Regions from separate parts of the Ovis aries genome. Here region 1 is linked to region 2. A link is a contact called in public Hi-C data. All regions are on one chromosome and are shown on one strand. Each heading gives the region's core, a stretch centred on a gene start, on an enhancer-like site or on the middle of the called end of the contact. The rest is flanking DNA. Distances are from core to core; before and after follow the strand shown. Region 1 has its middle 27 kb from the start of DHX8. Region 2 holds the start of ARL4D (ADP ribosylation factor like GTPase 4D).

Region 1 (3,054 bases), core at 18-2,517, 43 kb after region 2:
GGTATGTGATTTGTAAATATTTTCTCCCTGTCTGTAGCTTGTGTGTGTGTGCTCAGTTGCTCAGCCATGTCCAACTGTTTGCTGTACTTTTTTGTACGTGTGTCTGATGAGAGAAAGAAAGGAAATTGATATTTACTGAGTACCTACTGGGCTTCTCTGGAGGCTCAGTGGTAAAGTGTCTGCCTACAATGCAGGAGACCCCCAAGTTGGGAAGATCCCCTGGTGAAGGAAATGGCAACCCACTTCAGTACTCTTGCCTGGAAAATTCCATGGATGGAGGAGCCTGGTAGGCTACAGTCCTTGGGATAGCAAAGAGATGCACACGACTGAGCAACTTCACTTCTCATGAGTACCTACTATGTGCTAGATATTGGTTGGGTTCCTGGAGGAACAGGGGTATGGGTGAGACAGTGTCCTAGAGACGGGAGCTAGAGAGGCGAAATTTGAACCACAAGCAAAGTCTGAGCCACAGGAGGGCACAGATGGGGCAGAAGAAGGAAATGGTAGCACTGAGTGGTGAAAAGTGAGAGCTCTAGAGTCAGACTTTCTGGTTCTAGCTTTATCATCTTCCACCTGTGTGACCTTGGGCAGGTTACTAAACCTCTCTGTACCTTGGTTTCTTTGAAAAACTAGGGTAGCGATAGTGTCTACTTCAAAGGGTTGAGGGGATTAAATGGGATGATGCAGCTGGCACATGGTACACTCTTCATCAATGTTATTATTTCTTTTTGTAGTAAAATGGTTTTGTGGCGATCAGTGAAAGCTCCCTGGAGGAAGTGCCCTTTGAGCCGAGCCTCAAGAACCGGAAGGACTTCCAGAAGCTGAGATGGTGGTAGTGAGGAGGCTGAGGAACCACAGATTTTGTCTGAAAGCTTGTTATTTCTTCCCTCTTGCTCGTTTCATCCCTCCCTCTTCAGCTGGTACTCTCTTCTACCAGAGTCTCTCTCTTTCCTTTCCCGACTTCCTCCTTTTTCCTTCTCACCCACTGGAGGCCTCCCTCTGGCGTCCTTGGCCTCACAAGGTCTCTGACTGCTGGGTTATGAGGTGCTGCTCTGGGGCTGCAGGGTCACCTTGCAGTCCCTTGATGGGGACTCGTACCGGTTCCAAATGGAGGCTGGATGCTGTATCCAGGATTCTTCCCTTGCAGTTCAGGGAGAGATGGATTTAGTGCAGGTCACTTTCACTACAAATTATCAAGCGGTCTTCCATGTAGATGTCAGGCCTGTGTTAGGGCAACAGCTGTACCAGCTCGACCTTGTTCAGTTAATAATTTACTGCCGGGAAATGGGAGTTAAATGGGCCAGAAGGCATATTTTGTGTGAACCTTGGGACACCTCTGACAGCAGTTTGTGTAATTTGTCCAGGAAGAGCCTAGAGCTATCTGAGTTCTAATGTTCTGCCTGTCACACTGACCCTTAGACCCCTTTTATTAACGGTTGGCTTTGATTAATACTTATTTTATTCCTTTGGTTTCACTTCTGATCTCATGACTGGAGCAGTGGTGAGTGTGGAAAATAGCTGTGTGAGGAATTATGTTCCCAGTGTCCTTATTCGAAGAAATCCACCAGCACTTGTGGTGTGGGTTTTCTCTGTTTGTATGTAAAAGGAACTCATACTTGATTTAAAGCTCTGCTATTACCATTTTTGGAATTCTTAATAATTTATGAACAAGGGGTTGCCATGTTATATTCAGTTCAGTTCAGTTCAGTCACTCAGTCGTGTCCGACTCTTTGCGACCCCATGAATCGCAGCACGCCATGTTGTATTAGGTCCCGAAAATTATGTACCTGGTCCTACAGGTATGCCTTGGTTTTTGATGTTGAACTTGAGTGACCCTCCAAGGTCGTTGTGTCCTTTCTCCTGCCTCCTGAACCGTTCTGAAATTGTGTCGAAGGCCCTCTGGGAGCCTATGGTAACTCTTTCCAAGAATCGTACAACCCTGCCAGTCAAAATATCTTAAAACACACACACAGGTAAAAGAAGTTGTTTGGTGGTTTAGCTGCTAAGTCGTGTCTGACCCTTGCGACCCCAGGGACCGTAGCCTGCTAGGCTCCTCTGTCCATGGGATTCTCCAGGCAAGAATACTGAGTGGGTTGCCATTTCCTTCCCTAGGCAATCTGCCTGACCCAGGGATCAAACCCAGGTCTCCTGCATTACAGGCAGATTCTTTACCCATTGAGATATGAGGGAAGCCCAGAAGAAGTTGTTTTAAAATAAGTAATATATGGATTTATTTCAAAATTCAAAGTACTGAAGGGTACTGTTGTTTCCCCCAAGTTTTCTTGTTCTCTTTCTGCAGAAGCAAGCAGTTATCCATCTCTGGGCACCTTCCCAAGAGAATCTGCGCTTTGATGAACACATATGTACATGTCTCCATATTTCTTTTTCTTCACCAGATGGTGAGATAACTTGTATACTATTTTGAACGTCCCTCTTTTTACCTAACTCTGCATTGTAGAAATAATTCTAAATCACCATATAGATCTACTTTATTATTTTTTGGGTAATGATTTCCCATTGTTTGGATTTTCTATAATTTACTTAACAAGTTCCCTGTTAACTGACACTTAAGGTGTTTCTGAACTATAAACAGTATTCTTGGAATAGAGTTGCCAGAATTAATATATTGAAATACAGTCTTTCCAGCTCAATTTAAATTTCAGATGAACAGTGAATTTTTTAGTGTAAGCATTTCCCATACTTTCATCCCAAGAGGGCAGGACATTTGGGACATAGTTTTTTTGGTTTTGTTTTAGTTTTTATTGAAGTATAGTTGATTTACAACGTTGTGTCAATTTCTGCTGTACAGCAAAGTGACTCAGTTATACGTATATACACATTCTTTTTTTATATTCTTTTCCTTTACAGCTTATCCCAGGATGTTGAATATTGTTCCCCATGCTATTCAGCAGAACCTTGTTGTTTATCCATCCTATATGTAATACTTTGCATCCCAGTCCATCACTCCCCAGGGACACAGATATACTAAAAGAATACTGTGATTTGAGGACTTCCCTGGTGGTCCAATGGTTTAGAAGCCACATTCCAATGCAG
Region 2 (3,270 bases), core at 362-2,861:
GATGTGGGATCTAGTTCCCTGACCAGGGATCAAACCGGGGCACCCTGTATTGGGAGGGCAGAGTCTTAGCCACTGGACCACCAGGGAAGTCCCCATCTTCCTCTTTTCTCTAATCACCCTTACAGACAGTTTTCTAAAAAGTTAGTATTGTGATGCATAATAAATGCAGGAATCCAGCTTCCTTGTGAAAATGGAAATAGTATAGTTAAAATTTGCTTCTCCTTTGATCCCCTTCTCCACGTTCAGTTTTACCTTTCTCCCTGCAGGTAATCACTGTTAGCCTCTGGTCACACTGTCCCTTTGTGACATCTCCTCTTCAGTGCTGCCCAGATTAAATCAGGCTATAGTGACTGGGGAGATGCCACGCAGTGCTGTCCACCTCCCAATCAGTCCTACACAGTACTCATTAATTTCTGGAAACCTTTCCAGGAGCTTCTAGTTGACACTTTCCCTCCTCTGAAGTCTTACATATGCTTATCTCATGATTTACAAAGTCCCAGTGTTCCCTGTCAGTGACCAGTCTTGTCTCCCTCACTAGAGTATAAGCCCTCTGAAGCCAGGCATTTGTGGTCTGTACATCCGCAATGTCTTCGTAGTTTCTTTGGCTCGTGCAGCGCAAACAGTATGAATGAAGTCAGCAAACACCCTGTGAAGTGAAGAATTTTGCCTTTATCAATTTGAGCAAGGTAGGGTCTGCTATGGCAGGCACTCTGACCAGAAACTGGGGGAATTCTGCTAATAATCTCCCTGACTTAGAGAGACTGAATAGGTAAGTGGTGAGGGGCTGAGGCACTGGATTCAAACATATCCTTGCTCAGCCATTTACTAGCTATGTGTGATGTTAGACAGGGACTTTCTAGGTGGCCCAGTGGTAAAGAATCTGCTTGCCAATGCACAAGACTCAAAAGACAAGCGTTCCATCCCTGGGTTGAGAAGACCTCCTGGAGAAGGAAATGGCAACCCACTTCAGTATTCTTGTCTGGAAAATTCTATAGACAGAGAAGCCTGGCAGGCTACAGTCCATGGGGTGGCAAAGAGTTGGACTTGACTGAGCACGCACGACATTAGACAAGTTATTGAGCCCTTCAGAGCTTTCTTCACCTGTGTAGCGAGACCACACCAGTCCCTACCTCCTGGGCTGTTATGGGGATCAATAGGGCTAATAGGTTTAGGCTGTTTTATGGGATTCCAGGTTCACACAGGTTAAACCATTGCATTAGGAAAAATAAAGGAGGAAGACTTGTCAACATCTCTCGAGTAGACCCTGGCAGAGGAAGCGCACACGTGGACTGAATATCGCTGCCTGTGTGAGAGGCATGTGGGGGTATTGAGAGTATTATGCTCTTCACCTCTCCTCCCTAGCCAAACGCTGCCACGCCCCTTCCACCTTCCATCCCAGGTTAATCCCGAGTTTAATTCCAAATACAGGCAATGGTAGAAAAGATCAAATAAAACGGTCACCAATTGATCAGAGTTGCATCACAGTGGGGACCGGGTTGTAATCCGCGGATCTCCACGCTCCGCCCCGCCTCGCTGTCGCAGGGCCTCTGATTGGCCCATGCCACGTGACGTCACATGGGGGTTTTAAGGCCGAGTGCCCCTGTCAGCTCTGCAGTGCCCGCGCGCTGGAGACCGGCGTGGATACTAGCGGGGCTGGCACGGAGGGGAGCGGGGAGAGCGCGGCTGACGGGAGGTAAAGGCGCTGCTCAGGCCGAGCCGAGGGGGTCTGGGTACGGGGCGGTGGAGCTGAAGACGGCGATCGGAGGAAGGCGGGCAGCGGAGTGTCGCAGTGTCGCGGGGTATTGGGGAGGGGATCTCAGTGTAAAGAGGGGCGTGTCAACCGTGGGGTTGTGGAAGGCGAGTGGGAGTGGGCCTTTCTCTCCGATTTCAGCACCCGTACCCTGATTCTTAATTTCGGGTCACTGCCCCCCAGATGCAGGTTCCCCCGAGGATTCTCTCCTGGGGAGCTGGGGTCGCGGTGCCTGCTGCCACACCACAAGCGCGGAAGCTGACTGTCCCCCTATCCAGGCCTCTCTCTCCAACCTCAGTGTCCTAGGAGTTTCTCTCGGTCTCATCGCCCCTGTCATGGCCCCCAGGCGACGGGGGAGAGCCTCTGTTATACCTGCAGCTACTTAAAAAAAAAAAAAAAAGAAAACAAATTTTTAAAAAGCGGGCTGCTGATTTCGGACGTGATCAAGAAGTTGCAAATTTCATGTTTGTTATTAAACATGATCCTCCTCTTTTCTCCCATGACCTTTCCCTGTTCAGATAACCCAGCTGTGATCCCCAAAGCCTGCAATTTCAAGGTCTCCTCCCTGCCTCTTCTGTGAGCCCCAAGACCTGCATCTTAGCTAGAGTTCAACATGGGGAACCACTTGACTGAGATGGCGCCCACCACCTCCTTCTTGCCCCACTTCCAGGCCCTGCATGTTGTGGTCATTGGGCTGGACTCAGCTGGAAAGACCTCCCTTCTTTACCGCCTCAAGTTCAAAGAGTTTGTCCAGAGCATCCCCACCAAAGGCTTCAACACAGAGAAGATCCGGGTGCCCCTGGGGGGGTCCCGTGGCATCACCTTCCAAGTGTGGGACGTTGGTGGGCAGGAGAAGCTTCGACCGCTCTGGCGCTCCTACACACGCCGGACAGATGGCCTGGTGTTTGTGGTGGATGCTGCTGAGGCTGAGCGGCTGGAGGAGGCCAAGGTGGAGCTCCACCGAATCAGCCGGGCCTCGGACAACCAGGGTGTGCCTGTGCTGGTCCTGGCCAACAAACAGGATCAGCCCGGGGCACTGAGCGCCGCCGAGGTGGAGAAGAGGCTGGCAGTCCGGGAGCTGGCTACTGCCACACTCACCCACGTGCAGGGCTGCAGTGCTGTGGATGGGCTGGGCCTGCAGCCAGGCCTGGAGCGCCTGTATGAGATGATCCTCAAGAGAAAGAAGGCTGCCCGGGCAGGCAAGAAGCGACGGTGACCTGAGGCTGCCCCTCCTCACCAGTAGGGGTCTGTACACTTGGACAGCCAGGCAGAGCCTGTGGCCCCTCACTCAGTCCCAGGGTGCAGGACCTGTCCACCTCAATGGAGGACCAAGAAGCACAACAGGGGTCCTGTTTGGGGCAGCATGGGGGGCGGGCGACGGGAGATGGGATGTGTTCTCACATCTCTCCCTCATCCTCACTTCTGGGGAAGTGGAGGCTGCAGGACTGTGGAGGCTTAAATGTAAACTGACTCTACCTCGACCCTGTTTCCTGTTTTTCTTCTCTGGCTTTTTGATTGGA

What was found. A called contact is a pair of places that touch in the nucleus more often than the background predicts.
Region 1: a Hi-C map of liver shows a contact between it and region 2, with 3 times the contacts expected there. The contact joins the enhancer-like site here to the promoter of ARL4D in region 2. A contact is called at or near these places in 3 of 16 Hi-C or Micro-C datasets (liver, mixed tissues and tail adipose tissue).

The regions. Positions count from the first base shown.
Region 1 is chr11:43,130,649-43,133,702 of ARS-UI_Ramb_v3.0, forward strand. No RefSeq gene overlaps it. Among named protein-coding and RNA genes, the nearest start is that of DHX8, 27 kb to the right of the region's middle. Within about 2 kb of position 1,268, at least 2 of the 54 cell types and tissues checked have an H3K27ac peak or open chromatin away from gene starts, as enhancers often do. A contact at or near this core is called in liver, where this site is marked.
Region 2 is chr11:43,087,407-43,090,676 of ARS-UI_Ramb_v3.0, forward strand. ARL4D (ADP ribosylation factor like GTPase 4D) reads left to right here and starts at 1,612. Exons shown (of 2, transcript XM_027974466.2): 1 at 1,612-1,693; 2 at 1,934-3,270. The coding sequence starts at 2,364. The coding sequence ends at 2,966.